Regions from separate parts of the Zea mays genome. Here regions 2, 3 and 4 are each linked to region 1. A link is a contact called in public Hi-C data. All regions are on one chromosome and are shown on one strand. The core of a region is the stretch at or near the end of the contact, and the rest is flanking DNA. Distances in the headings are between cores, read along the strand shown. Region 1 holds the start of LOC100281051 (glycerol-3-phosphate acyltransferase 8). Region 2 holds the start of LOC103626519. Region 3 holds the start of LOC100279176. Region 4 holds the start of LOC100276745.

What was found. A called contact is a pair of places that touch in the nucleus more often than the background predicts.
Region 2: a contact with region 1 is called in a Hi-C map of endosperm, with 2.2 times the contacts expected there. The contact joins the promoter of LOC103626519 here to the promoter of LOC100281051 in region 1. A contact is called at or near these places in 10 of 25 Hi-C or Micro-C datasets (bundle sheath, ear, endosperm and 4 more).
Region 3: a contact with region 1 is called in a Hi-C map of leaf, with 4 times the contacts expected there. The contact joins the promoter of LOC100279176 here to the promoter of LOC100281051 in region 1. A contact is called at or near these places in 5 of 25 Hi-C or Micro-C datasets (bundle sheath, endosperm, leaf and 2 more).
Region 4: a contact with region 1 is called in a Hi-C map of ear, with 1.9 times the contacts expected there. The contact joins the promoter of LOC100276745 here to the promoter of LOC100281051 in region 1. A contact is called at or near these places in 3 of 25 Hi-C or Micro-C datasets (ear, endosperm and tassel).

What each region holds. Positions count from the first base shown.
Region 1 is chr5:71,113,671-71,117,598 of Zm-B73-REFERENCE-NAM-5.0, forward strand. LOC100281051 (glycerol-3-phosphate acyltransferase 8) reads right to left here and starts at 1,823. Exons shown (of 1, transcript NM_001153970.2): 1 at 87-1,823. The coding sequence starts at 1,785. The coding sequence ends at 238. LOC109939496 (a long non-coding RNA gene) reads left to right here and starts at 2,644. Exons shown (of 3, transcript XR_002261960.2): 1 at 2,644-2,820; 2 at 2,891-2,953; 3 at 3,107-3,926. It overlaps TRNAM-CAU (transfer RNA methionine (anticodon CAU)), which reads left to right and starts at 3,696; the gene lies at 3,696-3,767.
Region 2 is chr5:70,871,152-70,875,079 of Zm-B73-REFERENCE-NAM-5.0, forward strand. LOC103626519 reads right to left here and starts at 2,009. Exons shown (of 2, transcript XM_008646938.4): 1 at 1,788-2,009; 2 at 997-1,576. The coding sequence starts at 1,910. The coding sequence ends at 1,190. LOC103626520 (high-affinity nitrate transporter 2.1) reads left to right here. Exons shown (of 1, transcript XM_008646941.2): 1 at 1-816. The coding sequence ends at 620. LOC100273430 reads right to left here. Exons shown (of 15, transcript NM_001360251.2): 13 at 3,803-3,928; 14 at 3,178-3,426; 15 at 2,179-3,055. The coding sequence ends at 2,342.
Region 3 is chr5:71,315,092-71,319,019 of Zm-B73-REFERENCE-NAM-5.0, forward strand. It overlaps LOC100279176, which reads right to left and starts at 1,833. Exons shown (of 1, transcript NM_001329105.1): 1 at 1,268-1,833. The coding sequence starts at 1,799. The coding sequence ends at 1,560. It overlaps LOC103626522 (Nucleic acid-binding OB-fold-like protein), which reads left to right. Exons shown (of 15, transcript XM_008646944.3): 15 at 1-221. The coding sequence ends at 3. It overlaps LOC732808 (Binding protein homolog 1), which reads right to left. Exons shown (of 8, transcript NM_001291796.1): 8 at 3,194-3,911. The coding sequence ends at 3,413.
Region 4 is chr5:71,278,077-71,282,004 of Zm-B73-REFERENCE-NAM-5.0, forward strand. It overlaps LOC100276745, which reads left to right and starts at 2,029. Exons shown (of 5, transcript NM_001150461.3): 1 at 2,029-2,437; 2 at 2,757-3,693; 3 at 3,804-3,928. The coding sequence starts at 2,092.

The sequences.
Region 1 (3,928 bases), core at 573-3,072:
GAGTCGTTGTTGGAACTCTGTTAAGCGAGACCCACAGTCCAAACAATATGTAACCCTTTTATAGACCAATCAGAAAGAGAAAGTTAGGTCATGGTAAACATGAAGTTAAGCTTGTAATCTTCTATGTTCACGAATCCATCACATCACACTAATGTTGTCGTCATTAGCATACGTACATAAATACATAATGGATGCTGCTCCGATACAGTCGACCAGCTAGCTATAAATACAGTCTCTTTATACAAGCTTCTTGGTGGTGGCCGTGGCAGCACTATCATCGGCGGCGCCCTTCTCATTCTCAGGCCTGCCCCCGACCGTGCCGTCGTTGCCGGCGAGCTTCATGTACTTGTCCTTCCTGGTGAGCTTGGTGCACCGGAACCCGAGCTCCTTGGCGATGAGCGTCTGCACGTGGTTGGCCACGTCGACGGCGCTCCTCCCGCCGGCGCCGCACGTCTCCTCCGGCCGCAGCGGCGGCAGGAAGGTGACGTCGTACCCGGGGCGCGGGTTCATGTAGAAGAAGTAAGGGTCGAGCCACTTCCACCCCCTCGCCGTGGACCCGTAGTAGGTCCCCTGCCGCGCGTCCAGCGCCACGGGCACGATCCGGTCCGTGAGCTCCGCGAACAGCGCCGAGAAGCGCAGCAGGCAGGGCTCCCGGCACGTGGTCCCCTCGGGGCACACCACCACGTCGCCCTCCGCCAGCAGCGCCGCTATACGCGCCGCGTCGGCCGCCCGGTCCCGCGACAGCGCCACCGCGCGGACCGGCGACACCGCCGTCGACAGCCGGCTCACGCTGTAGGTCACGCACGCCACGGGCCGCCCCAGCGCCACCGACACGATGATGGGGTCCAGCGCCGTGCGGTGGTTGCACACCAGCAGCGACCCCGGCGCGCCCGGCGCCGGGGCCGGCGGCGGAGTCCCGCGCACGCGGAGCCGGATCCCCGTCAGGCGGTACGTGTGGCGGACCAGGCGCGCCGGCATGGCGAGGTTGAAGAGCACGCGGAACAGCGCCAGCAGGAAGCCGAGAGGGAGGTAGGCCAGCGCGAAGAGCGCGTGCGCCGGGTCCGGGCGCCGCACGAGGCGGCCGTCGTGGAAGACGGCGCGGGACAGCAGCGCGTCCGCGGCCGCTCGCGGCGCGCGCCGGTCCGGAGGCACCATGTAAGCCTCCTTGCAGATGGCCATGAAGTCGTGGTCGCTCTCGCGGTCCCCGAGCCCGACGTCGGGCAGGTCGCCGGCGGCGAAGAGCCGGCGCACGACCTCGGCCTTCCTCTCCCCGACGAGCACGGCCTTGATCCTGCCCGTGAACCAGGCGTCGCCGAGCGCGCGGCAGGTCTCGAGCTCGGTGGCGGCGAGCTCGGCGCCGAGGAACTCGCGGACGAAGTCGGCGACCATGACGGCGGGGGACGCGGTGACGACGACCCTCCGCGCGGCGCCGCAGTCGCGGAACACGGCCCAGGTGTCGGCGCGCACGCCTGCGGCGTAGTGGCGCGGGAGGACGCCCCGGGCGACGGCCTCGACGTCGCGCACCCGGAGCCCCGCGAACGTGACGAACGCCAGCAGCGCGATGGCCGCCGCCTCGGAGACCAGCGTGTAGAGCGCCAGCAGCAGCGGCGCGGCCAGGAGGAGCAGCAGCGCGCGCGCGCAGGAGCCGGCCTCCAGCGCCACCAGGAAGTAGTAGGGGAACGCCGACGACGACGCCAGCAGCGTGCCGTCCAGGTCCGCCGCGGCCGTGCGGCGGACCCGCGCCGAAGCGTCGTAGGACGACACCGGGGGGAACCTCGCGGCCATGGCGACGGGGAACACGGTGGTACGGTGCCTGTCTGGGTGGACAAAAGCTTGGGACTTGGCAGGCGGCTTTATGGTGTTGGTGGTCGCGGTGGCTGCGTTCGTTGAGCGGCCAACGCTGTGGTTGACGGATGGTGGGATTATATCTAGGACGCTGTGGTTGACGAAGGTCGTGGCGATCGGAGTCGGAGCAGACTAGCAGAGAAGGGAGGGATCCGAGCAGGCAAGGGGTGGAGTTGGGTGGGGTTCGGATTCCGACTCGACGTCGCGCCCACCATCAAAGGGGAACGTGAAAGAACCGACAGTGACAGACAGATGGATGGCGAGACGAAGAAGAAGAGGTATAGATGGCCATTTGGCACTAACACGATGGGCCGGCCCAGGCACGGCACGAAAAAGCACGGTCCAGGCACGACCCGGTCCGATTAGTATAGTGTCGTGCCTGGGCCACTATCTCGACCCGTAGTGCTGGCACGGGCACGACACGGTTACATTTTTTATTTTAAAAATAATAGTTTACATATATTAATTATAAGAATTCAATGTATAACACAATAAAACTGTAGTTGCACTGGTTAGATGGATACGTTTAAGCCTCTTATGCACTAGGTTGTGAGTTCGAGCCCCCACAACTACATATTTTTTGCTAAATTCTACAATATACTCAGATGGGCTATAGTGCCACCGGGCCGGCCCGGCACGACTAACAGACTCACGGGCCGTGCCTGGGCCGCGGCAGCGGCACGCCGGCCCATCTGAGCACGGCACGGTTCGCTAGCCGGGCCTGGCGGGCCGTGCCGGGTCGGGCCGTGCCGGCCCGTTTGGCCATCTATAAGAAGAGGACATACAGATGGGCGAAGAACAAATTACAAATTAGGCGTCGTATCCGTGGTCAGACTTGGCAATCTGCAGGCCAATCCGGGTTGGTTGGCTGTTGACCGAGCCGACGTGGACTTGATTCATGGGCACAGGGCACTCTTCTCTTGCTGGACCGGGGAGCTCCTCCGGCTCCTCCAATGAAGTGGGTGATGTGCACAGGTAACTGCCTGCCGACTTGGCTTGGAATTGGATCGACTTCATTCTCAGGATCTTTTTTTCGCAAGAGCAGCAGGCGGCGGATGACCAACAATTCTCCAACTCCTGCCCGCTTCCACCTTCCTCAGACGTAACAGTACGTTCGTACAGAGGGTTCTTTATTCATGTATTATCTCATCTTTCGCGAATTAACCACGGCTTATACAGTTAGTTGTTTAGTTAAATTATGTTTAATCCTCCTGATTAACATATAAATATCTACGTGATCCTGACTGCAATTCTCTAAAAGGTACGGGGGACCAATTCTCACGGAAGATTCCGACCAAAGAAGCTGCTGACCTTCTCTTCCTGACGACGAGCTCACGAATCACGACTATGACATGAGATGCTAAACAGGAGGACTAGGGGTCTGTTTGGTTCAGCTTTTTTCTGACCAGCTTTTCTGAGAATCTGGCTGTGGAGAGAATCTGGCTGTGGGAAGAATCTGCGTATTGTGTGCATTACGTGCGGTGGAAGATGAAGTGGTCGAAATGGTTCAGGATCTAGAAAGGAACAAATTTCTACTATCGTGACGATTCGACCGATTTTGTGTTCATATTGATTTTGGAAGGTTTTTACCAAAGCGATTTTTATAGAAGCTGGCTGAAAAGCTAGGACGTTTGGCGATCTGCAGTAGCTTTTGGTGGCCAGAAGCTGTAAAAAGCCGAAACAAACAGGGCCTAGAATGGCTACTAGGTTTAGGTTGGATGCACGAGAAACATATGCATGCAGCACTCCAGTCCCTGTAACTATGGCTGGCACACACGTGGACAATGTAGCAGGTCCATAGAACAGCAAATATAGTACATATTAAACCTATCTGAACTTTTAACACAAACATCAGAGTGGCGCAGCGGAAGCGTGGTGGGCCCATAACCCACAGGTCGCAGGATCGAAACCTGCCTCTGATAATATATATTTTTCTTTTTGCTTTATTTTACACACACCAGTACACCACACATCTCAATCAGATCATTACGCATGTAGCGAACACAAATCGTAAAGCTACCGACGCACAGCATCCAAAACCATTACACCGACAGTAAAAGAAAAAACCGAAACCCTCAAATGT
Region 2 (3,928 bases), core at 759-3,258, 240 kb before region 1:
TCGGCATGGCCAACCTCGTGTCGCGGCCCCTGGGCGGCGTGCTCTCCGACCTCGGCGCGCGGTACTGGGGCATGCGCGCGCGCCTCTGGAACATCTGGATCCTCCAGACCGCCGGCGGCGCGTTCTGCTTCTGGCTCGGCCGCGCCAGCGAGCTCCCGGCCTCCGTCACCGCCATGGTGCTCTTCTCCTTCTGCGCGCAGGCCGCCTGCGGCGCCACCTTCGGCGTCATCCCCTTCGTCTCCCGCCGCTCGCTGGGCGTCATCTCCGGGCTCACGGGCGCCGGCGGCAACGTGGGCGCCGGGCTCACGCAGCTGCTCTTCTTCACCACGTCCAGCTACTCCACGAGGAAGGGCATCGAGAACATGGGCATCATGGCCATGGCGTGCACGCTGCCGCTCGTCCTCGTGCACTTCCCGCAGTGGGGTTCCATGCTCCTGCCGCCCAGCGCCGACGCCGACGAGGAGCGGTACTATGCCTCCGAGTGGAGCGAGGACGAGAAGAGCGTAGGCCGTCACAGCGCAAGCCTAAAGTTCGCCGAGAACAGCCGGTCCGAGCGTGGCAAGCGCAACGCCGTCGCCGTCCTCGCCACGGCCGCGGCCACGCCGGAGCACGTCGTGTAACAACTAGCGTACGTACTTGTAGGTTCTGATCGAGCATACAGCAAACTGTGTAATGTACTCTAGCAGTCTAGCTTGCTCCGATACTCCTGCTTCCAACAAAATTATGAAACATAGGCTAATATGGATCGGTGTACACGTACGTCGTAGTATTTCCTGTGCAACATACACAATTCAGTAAATGAACAAACTTTGCTCATGTGCATTCTTCTGCAAAGTACAAATAAAATCAAATAGAGAGGCCAGGACAACGTCTATGATCTATCAACTTGGTTGTTAAAATTAAAGAAAACCAACTGGAGTCCAACACCCACAAAACATTTTGTCTCTAACACGTTGTTGTCACAATGAAGCTGAACTTCCTCATCATGACCAGAGAGAAAAATAAGAGATGGTTTGTTCATCTTCAATTTTGAATCGCGGTACAATATTGGGTTTTGCAATAAACAATGAAGTTCATCCCAATAACAGTAATGAAGAAGCACGAACACGTTAATGAAGTTTATTCGCAGGTCATATCCATATATCATTCATGTCATGTCAGCATGTGCATGCTGCATCTTCGTGGCTAGCTAGAGCTCCAACACCACAACTGAAAATTTTGGTTTTGAATTTGTGACCAGGGAACAGGATTGTATATACTTACAGTCAGAATCGGTGGTGACCCAGTGAGCCATCCTGACGTCGTCGTCGTCGTTCTCGTCCGACGACCACGAGCCGCTGCCACATGAAGACAGCCGCAGCGTCGCCGGCCACGGACAGCTGACCGCAGTGGACGAGCAGCATGCCTCCGCATCGGCGGCAGCGGTGGCGTCCCTGCAGCTGAAGCCGCTGCCGTTGCAGCTGGAGATGGACGACGACGACGCCGAGGCCAGTAGCGCGCCGTGGTCTTCCTCTTCCCGCGCATGGCCGTCCTCGCCGTTGCAGGCCCCCCTCTTCTGGATTCGGCCTACCGCCCTCTGATGACATGACATGACAGATGAAAATTGAAAAGAAGACGTACTGGTCTGTTTGCTACCTAATTTACTATAATTTATCTAAATTTTATGCCTAAGTTTAGTTATTCAATTTGAACGACTAAGTTTAGATAAAGTGTGTTATAGTTAACCACAACCAAACAGACCCGTGGTACATCATTTATTTATTACCGGCGCGCGCGCGCGTACATACCTTCCATTTCCTGGCGGTGGTGGCGGCGGTTGATCGGCGGAGCCTGCAGTGCGCTGCCTGCGCGGAGGCGGCCCGGGCGAGCAGGTCCCGCATCCTGGCGACGATGGCCTTCCTGCGCTCCATAATGACGGGAAGGACTCACTACTGGTACTAGAGCAGTAGTGTGTTTTGTTACTTGTTTTGTTCAGAACAAAGATAAACTTGGTTGCTACGTAGGCTGGCAATCCAGATCTGGTTTGTTTGTCAGGAGCAGCATGGGATACAAGAGCTGGATCGCTTAACTGCAGTTGTTGTCGCCACACCAGCATGCTGCGTTTGGCACACCATGTGCAAACATGGCCGCCGGCGGAGACCCAATAGGAACGAACCAGCAAATTAATTAAAGAGGTCTGAAATATAACCTGATTTTCCTTAAAAAACTGTTTTAAAAACTGCCAGCAAAGTTTGACTTGCTAGGACGATGAACTAAATACACTGACGATTATTATCAAACGCCTCCATCCGCTACGTGGATGCATTTACACATCCATATGACGCTAAAGAAGAACCAACCGTTAGGCTCGGCCGCCTCTGCCTGCTCTGTCGGTCCTCAGCCTCTTGGCAGGCTTCGCCCACTGGATGTCTCCGATGCCGGGTGCTGACGAGCTTGCCCCCGCTTGATGATCCGAATGCGCACCGCCGCTGCCCCATCCAGACCCAGCTGAATGCATCGACTGCTGAGACGGGTGTGGCGGTGGATCCCTCTGGAACGGCGTCCTGGCACCTCTGGGCGAGGGGGCAGGGCCCGGACGCCCAGGGTTGGCCGGCGACAGAGGTCCGGCGCCTCGGCCCGAGCTGGAAGGGGACCCGATGCCGCTCCTCGCGCGCTCTTGCCTCTTCTTCTTCACGATGAACATGTCGCTAGGGTGCAGCAACCCAGCGGCGCCGTCCTGGAGGTGCTGATCCCTGCTGCCGCCATGTCTGGGGTCTCTCTCTGACCTGGAGCTGTGGGACCGGCTGGGCGGGACCGCCTCGCTAGGCTGATTGTGCCTGCTGCTGTGTCCCGAGCCATGCTGCTGCTCTGCTTCACTGGCACTGGCACTGGCACTGGCTCTGCTGCGCTTAAGGGATGGTGCGGCGTGCTTTGACGATGATGGGGCAGCGGCGGCACCGCTTCCAGGATTCGAAAACGACATGGCGTTCTTAGCTTCCATGAAGTCCGAGTCTGGGAAGGCGATCTTCATTATGTTGAAAAACAAGTTGTGGAGGGTCTCGGCCTCTATCCGGACCTGCGTCATTTAGTCGGATGGAGTACATTAATATTCTGTTCTAAGTCTAACATAACAGGTAGAAAGAAGAACACAAAACAGATGCAACAGAGATAAAATGCTTGATGTAGAGCGGCTGCTACCTCATGCCTATAGCTGAAGTGCTGGACCACGCTTTTCAACATCTGCTGCATGTCCGCTATGAACTCGGTTACAGCGCCGTACTCCAACCCATCGACTCGCTGCTCGATTTTTTGTAGGTCAAGTGTGCTACCAGCCGGACCTCTGAACGACGAATTCTCATTCCTCCGCCACCAAGAAGATATGTTAGGTATCATTTGATGACCTTCTTTGTCAATCCTCCTCCAAAGCTTGCTTATCACATTTTTGCACTGCATGTGTTCGAGTCAAGAGAGCCTTAGAGTTCAGCTATACGACAAGCCAAACAAACACAAGAATACCAGACAAGACAACATTGATTAAAAAAAAGTATATTGGCATGCCAAAGGAATATAACGAGCCACAATATATTGTGAAAAACTTAACTTGCAATAAATACAGTCGAGATGTTGACAACATATGACATAAGTAGCAAAACCAAAACTTCTTTTTTTGCAATAAATGTGCTTTCAGATGATAAAGGGTTTCAATTCTACAAAGAATAGCTCAAGATTTCCAGTCAAAACCCTTTGTTTTTGAAGCCAAGTAAATATTACAAGTCACACTGAATAAAATAGGGCACAAAAATAAATGAGATTGTGTGCCTACCTTTCTTTGCATACTGTCAGACATCTTTGTGCCACCGAACTCAGGGGCAGTGGAATCAATGGCCTTACTGCTCCAATTTTCCTTGGAGAGTTCAGCAGACCCCTCACCAGACCCAGACAAGTGACT
Region 3 (3,928 bases), core at 583-3,082, 200 kb after region 1:
TAGGATCTCCATGACGCGCATTTGCTGGGACCGGTTTCTCGGGTTGCTAGCTGGATTGGAACAGCATACGGATTATATATCCGGTTAAAAGTTACTGAAATGCAGAAAAAGAAGAACGACTCTATTAATCGAGTTTAGGATTGCCAATTTGATTGAAAATTCTCTGTTGTGGATTGGTTGAGGAAAGAAACGAAGGTGGTCTGCCCCCTTCTCTTGTCATATCACGACTCTGCATGTGGCTCATACTGCGGAGGACTAGGAGTTCTTTCCACTTATTGAGGATTATATGATTATATCTTAAAAAAAGATCAATAGGAAAGACTGCAGTAGCTCAAATTTAGCCACCCTACTAAAATTTAGACCTAAGAATTCTATTTTAGTCCTATCGTTTAACAATTTAGAGACTAAAATTGACTAAACTTTAGTCACTAAACTTTATGAGGTGAATCAAACACTCGCTCAGTCCATCTACAAGAGAGCTAAAATTCCCTTGTCTTCAACTATGAACTTAGCTCCAATCATATTCTTAGGTCTATCCACTTTTTGTCACTAGTAAAGCATATTCTTTTTTAATCATGTTCGTGAGTGCTTCACTTCAAAAATTTCAGTTTTAGTTTTCTAGCTTTATCATAAAACAACTTCAAAGGATTAGTAAGATATGATTCAAGAGTGTTTGATTTGCACAGACTTCAACTTCTACGATTCAATTAATTTTTATGAGTTTCCTAAATTACTCTTGATTATTAACGAGCGGAGAAAGAGACATTAATCAGTAAGTTATGTAACCAATAGTATAATGAGTAATTTTAGTGCAACTTTATGAGCAGGTATAAAAATAGTGTTTTTGAAACACGTTTTCAGGAGCTTCGAAAATTTTCATAAAACCGACTTATAGTATTAGGTTTTTTTTAAGCTAGAGCCAATGAAGTTAGACCTATTAGTGGAGTTAGACCTATTTAGATAGAACAAGCTGAAATATTTAAAATTCTTGAAACGAAGTTATTCCAGACAGCTGGTAGTCTGCGACACCTTCTTGGAGTTACTCAACCATTTCTCGTCAGTTTCTATTTTATTAACTAGGATCATCCTCCTTTTATTATCTTTTATATAGAGGAACTATAGTCTATTTTATGAACTTTTCGTAACTGTTTTCCTATCCCACAACATTCTATTTATATATTTAGAAAAGACAAAATAATAAAGTGACTTCTCCTTCCTTCGGCGCAAGAAAAAAAAAGACCTAACCTGCAACGGGACATATATATACTAGAATTTATTCATGTGGCATACATGATACGTAGAAAAATAAAAATTATATAACATACATCCACAAGGTACGCAAGGCAACGGGGTTTGGCACTTTGCACTGCTACAAATTATCATTATCATTATCACTAACTCTGTTTTAGTTCGTATACGACAAATAAAAAAAAGAAACGAAGAAAATAGTACTAATTAATTATTGGCAATAGCGAGCGTTCAGTCAGCTTCCTGGTTGCAGAAGCCAGAAGATGCAGAGCAAGCAGCCAATCGACGGTCGGACCGGACGGGCCGCTCCATCACTGCCGCTGCCGCCGTCGCCGCCGCTGCCTATAGACCTGCCCCCGGGCCATGTGCAGCAGCTTGGCGCGGTGGATCTTGCGGAACTTGCGGCGGAAGACGCGGCCGGCGATGAGGCGGCTCCACCGCTTGCAGACGAGGGAGGCGTTGACGAGGCTCGCGGGGTCGTCGGGCGGGAGGCGGATGAGGAACTCCTCGACAAGATCGTCCATCAGCGACGCCGCCGTCGGCATCATCATCTCTCCTCTCCTCCCTGGTGGCTGGTGGTGTGATGAGGAAAGAAGCGAGCTGGGCTTTACGGGTAAAATCCCTAAAAAAATACATGTGATATGGATGATGGGCCTGTAGCCCTTCTTGTACGTACGACGAGTTTAGGCCCGCCGAGATTTCCTACACTGTTTCACTTGTTGGGAGCCTGCTAGCCATACAAAGCCTTGAACTGCTGCTAGTTCCTGAAACAGTCAAGGAAAGGGACACTGTCGTGATGGATTCAGGATTTAATAAAACTCTTAAATCAAGTACAATTATAAAACATAGTGTGCCATAAATTGCTGTGCATGCATGCCCTGGTATTGAAAGAATTGTTGCCCAAATAAATTGGAAAAAGTAAACATTCTGTAAGCATGGCATTCAACAGGAACAAGTTCATATTTTAGGGGGAACAGCTTTGGTTATATCACCATGTTTCCAGTTTGGAAAGACTAACAACTTCTGGGGGGTATCAAACCACTGAAGTTGTTATTGCTTAAATCCCTACGGAAAGAGATAGGAAATGACTCAGGATCCCTATTCTATTCTCACAAGAACATGTATATTCCTCCATATCACTTCGGGCATGTATATTCCCCTATATCACTTAGGGCTAGTTTGTTGCTTTCAATCCATGTAGATTGAGTGTGATTGATTGAGTTTAAATCTCAATCAAGTTAAAAAATTTCATAATTTTTTCAATCTCATCTCATCCGTATGAGATAGGAATAATTGAATAAGGTCTTATTAGGGGCAAGAGGGGGAAAGGGTTAAAGGTTGCTAAAGCATGTAGAACAAGCTCAGAAAGCTCAGAAATGGTAACCTGCAGCTCAAAAAGTCAAAATATATGTCGTCCTAGGAAGTGAATTTGGTCAGTAAATGTTGCTCATTTTTTTAAGGCAACACTTAAACTGCTCCTATCGATTGCTTCTATGTAGAATGGCAGTGGTGTTAGAGGAGACTGTTAGGGAGTCTATGATATAAGGTGATTCATAGGAGTGTGTCAAAGGCAACTCCGTTTAGAACTCCCTTTGGAGATGCTCTAAGTTTAATCCTTATTCCATGTAATAAATGGCTAAAACGACAACAGAATAGGGTCGAAGTAAACTATAAATAAACACTGTGCTCTTGATAAAATATTCTGAACTCTAATCTGTTCCCAAGTCTGCACTTTGAAAAAGTTGATTGTGGGGCAATAATGACAACTCGAAGAAAAAGTAGTGAATAGATTAAAATTGCACCTAAAATGGTGGTATGGATGAGAATCTCTTGAAGAACTCATTCAAATCTAACATCCCAACTCACACGAAACCCAGTCACAAGCAATCTACTTTGCACCATTTAATTAGCATTATTACCACAAGGGGGCAAATGCAAGATTTTAAAAGCGCGCCTTCTTTTTTTCACATAAAATTCGAATGCGAATCCTGAACAACCAAGGAAGTAGAAGAAAAAAAATTACAAACAAACAGTTACTACGCTCAGCACGGCTATTGGCAGAGCAGCACCAAGATTAGTAATAAGTATTGTCCGCCGCTAAACACCGTTACAAAATTTGGCTCGGCTCCCGGCACTCCACGTCACCACCACCATCTACAACCATCTACAGCTCGTCGTGGTCGTCGTCAACACCGCCGTCAGCGTCACCGCCAGGGGCGCCGCCCGACCGCTGGTACACGGCCGACACGATGGGGTTGCACACGGCCTCCACCTCCTTGAGCTTCTCCTCGTAGTCCTCCTTCTCGGCCGACTGGTTGTCGTCCAGCCACTCCAGCGCCTCCTTGAGGGCCTCCTCCACCTTCTCCTTCTCCTCCGCCTCCAGCTTGTCCGCGAGCTTGTCCTTGTCGCCCACCGTGTTCTTCATGTTGTACACGTACGTCTCCAGCTGGTTGCGGGCGTCGATCCGCTCCTTCACCTTCTTGTCCTCCTCCGCGAACTCCTCCGCCTCCCGCACCATGCGGTCGATCTCCTCCTGGCTCAGCCGCCCCTTCTCGTTCGTGATCGTGATCTTCTCCGACTTGCCCGTGCCCTTGTCCTCCGCCTTCACGTTTAGGATACCGTTGGCGTCCACCTCGAAGGTCACCTCGATCTGGGGTGTGCCCCTGCACAGTTCATCAGA
Region 4 (3,928 bases), core at 779-3,278, 160 kb after region 1:
TAGAACTCTCTTGGTCAAACTACTCATTGACAACCCCTCTTTATAGTATGACTAAAATAAAATAGAAGACCTAACTCTATACCGAGTGTCCAAAATAAAATAGAAGACCTAACTCTATAACGAGTGTCTGCAACTCCTTGACACTCGGAATACGAAGACCTTCATCTTTTGATTTGTCGTTTCAGCCGTCGCTTCAAGTTCTCATCTGGGGATTGTTTTCACCGTTGTAGTACAACTTCCTGTAATGCGACATAACTTATCATTGTCTCTGCAAAACACACGTTAGTCACATATAATATTACGTTGTCATTAATCACTAAAACCAACTAGGGGCATAGATGCTTTCAGCCACCATTCTCTGTTCTGCCTTTCCTATTCCCTCCTCCCCGCACAACCCTTTCACATGTTCTGCCTTTTCCATTCCCCCCTCCCCACAAAGCCTATTCCCATTCCCATTCCCACGTACAGCCCATGTCTAGCTAAAATTAAAAAACACAAATGACCCCAAAGGAATTCAAACTCGCAACCTCTTAGGCAAATGCGAGTAGTAGCTACCGCTACACCACATGTGTGTTTATGTCTACATCTATGACAGGAAAAACATCTACTACATCTCTACCCTAGCCCACCTGCTACCCTTGCACAATGCGTAGTAGTAGATAAATATCACCGAGATTCTTGAATTATATTTTTGGAGGAGGGTGTAGTATTTAAAGAAGAGGCTTGCATGCAATTTCTTTTGTTTGAATAATATTTTTAACTTAAATTTTTTTTGCATGCGTGGCATTTATTCTCCATAATATTTTTTCCATGGATCTGACTTTTGAGTCATTTTCATAAACCATCGCCAAAGATAAATCCATGTTTCTTGCTTGGAAACCCTGAACAAACACCACTAGCAGGAGGCGCTCGCGTTGGCGTCGCTCATCGACGACGAGAAGAAGCTTGACGACTAGTTCGACCTCTGAAAGCAGTCCTACGTGGCCGCATGAGCTCGCATGGGACGTGCTCTCTAATGATAAGACTAGAGATGTCAATGGGGACCCGATACCCGCCAACCCGTGGGGAATTTCCCTATTAGGGTACGGGTATGGGACAAAAATTGTACCCATGTGTATGGATATGGGACAAAATCTCCACCCATTGGGTAAACGGGTATGGGTTTGGGAAGCAATAATCCGAACCCGATTACCCATGGGTATTTCATACGTGTACACCTGTCGTGTTTGTATGAATGAGTTGAGACCGAGCCGGCCACCAAGCCCAGCACGACAGCACACCAGGCCCCAGGTCCTAGCCGAATAAGGCAACACAGCAAGGCAACTAGCAGACTAGCAAAAAACAAAATTCTAAAATAACCAGTCATATGCTACGCCCTGCCCAGATGACGATGACGACCATGGATTCTCGGGCGGCAACGAACTCAGATGGTGACCAAGGAAGGTGAGCAAACTCCATTTTTCCATTTCTTATATCGGTCCCGAAGTACTTATTTCTTTTCTGATGGATGGATGAATGAATCATGGTTCATGGATGAGTGCTTGCCGGTGTGGTGATGTCTGAAATCTAGATTGTTTGTGCTACCTGTTAGTACCTAGTTATCCCTCAATTGGGGATGGAGACCCATTGGGGACCCGAAACCCGAATGGGGATGAGTATGGGATGAGTTTTGCACCCATGATGAGTATGGGGATGGGTATGGGGATGGATCAAACATGATGGGTATGAGTATGGGATGCTATAACCCGATGGGGAATTTCCCATTGACATCTCTAGATAAGACCATAGAAATCGTGGCATGTATCGAAGTCTGCATGATACTGATGATTACAATGTAGTGGTGAAACGACTAGATTAAAATAACAAAATTTATATATGGTTAGGATCACAAATGAATTATAAAATATTTTCTGATAACAATATAACACATATTTTGTATATAAGTTACAGTAATATTATATATCCCTGTTGTAACGTATGGGTACTCACCTACTAGAAATATAAATGACGGAACCAATCACAACGACACAGCTTAAACTGTAAAAATCGAGGGGTTCAAACAGAAAAGTGAGCCCCAAACCCTACACCCTCATGGAAGCGTGGCCACCTCTCGCCCCCGCGGCGGCCACTCCGGCCTGTGCCTTGGCGTGGGGAGCAGCAGCAACGGCGCAGCGGAAGGCCGTGGAGCAGGAGTCAGCGGCGCAGGCGGTGAGCCGCATCGTGGCGAGCTGCGCCAACTCCAGCGGCGTGGCAGTCGCCGTGGTGGACGCCAACGCCGTCATCTCCGGCGGCTCCGCTCTCTCCACTTCCGCGGGGCGCCTTGTCACCGTGCCCGAGGTGCTCGAGGAGGTCCGGGACGCAACCGCGCGGCGGCGCCTCGGGCTCCTCCCCGTTCCCGTTGAGACCGTTGAACCTGCGCCGGAGTTCGTTAAGAAAGGTCGCTGCTCTAGTCGCTCGAATGCATCATGAATCTGAGTTAAATCTCTCTCGCATTAGTGCTTGTAGTCGTTAATTTGTAGATTGTATTGTTAATTTATCACCCTACATTAATGTCTACTGATGTTATTGTTGTTTCTTACTTACTGATAATCATAGTGGAGAAAGCATGTTGTCTTCATTTAGCGTAGGTAAACAAGAGATCACATTTAAACATTACTCATTTATGAAAAATATCGTGGGTGCTCGGCTGCATCTGCCGCAATTCTTGGTCTTGAGCACTGTGTATACATGTATTTTTGTTTCTTTATTGCTTGCAGTTACCAAGTTTGCCAGGGAGACAGGAGACATCCAAACGCTTTCAGATGTTGATATAAAGATTATTGCTTTGGCTTACATGTTAGAAGCTGAGATCCATGGGACTAGCCATTTGCGAGAGCACCCTCCTCCTCTGCATGAGGTGAATGTCAGAAAGCTGTCAGAAGCTCAAATGCCTGGTTGGGGCTCTAATGTGCCTAACCTGAAAGAGTGGGAAGAGTTGGATCAGATGTCTGAAGCTGGTGGAGATATCAATTCTCGAATACTTCCTCTGAAGGATATTGAGAGTCAAGATATCCTGATGTGTGATACCAACAGTCTCTGTGGGGCACAAGAGGATACAGAGCTCCAGCCATCAAAGAAGGATGCACCTGTTGCATGGGAGGACGATGAGAACAATGTAGGTTGGATGCCTGCTGTTAGCCGCAGCATGCACAGAAGATATTTGCAGAGGAAGGCAAGGCGTGATGCCCTCAAGGAATCTGGACAAAGTTTTGAGACAAGTTCTGTTGTTCCATCAATCGATGATGATAAAGTTCTCTCTGAAAATAGTGGATTGGAGCATGGTCTGACTTCAACTGATGGCCTTTCTTCTGTCACTGAGATAATCAGTGCACGTTCTGATGATTTTGAACATCAAGCAGAAAATGACACTGAAATTGCTGGAGAACATTTGCATTCTGATCAGCGAGCTTACGGTGATGATGCTGATGCGTGCACCAAAGAACTGGAAAACCTAGATATAGAAGGTGAGGATGAGGGAGGTGGTGATGCACATTTCATTGTTGATGAGAGCAGCGAGCAGAGTTGGACCCTGAGGTCCTTATCCGAATCAACTGTAGCATGTGTTACTAGTGATTATGCCATGCAAAATGTCATCCTGCTGATTGGTCTCCGTCTCATAGCACCAGGTGGCATGCAGATACGCCAGATGCATAGGTATGTGAATTAACATCTTCAGATCTGTTTGGGTACAATAGTGCTATCAGAGCAAATGTTGAATTTTTTTATGGCTCATTAACACATGTCTTTTTATGCTTCTGTGACAGGTGGGTTTTGAGGTGCCATGCTTGCTATAAGGTGACCCAAGAGGTTGGCAAAATATTTTGTCCGAAGTGTGGTAATGGTGGGACCTTACGGAAGGTTTCGGTAACAGTTGGTGAAAATGGGATCA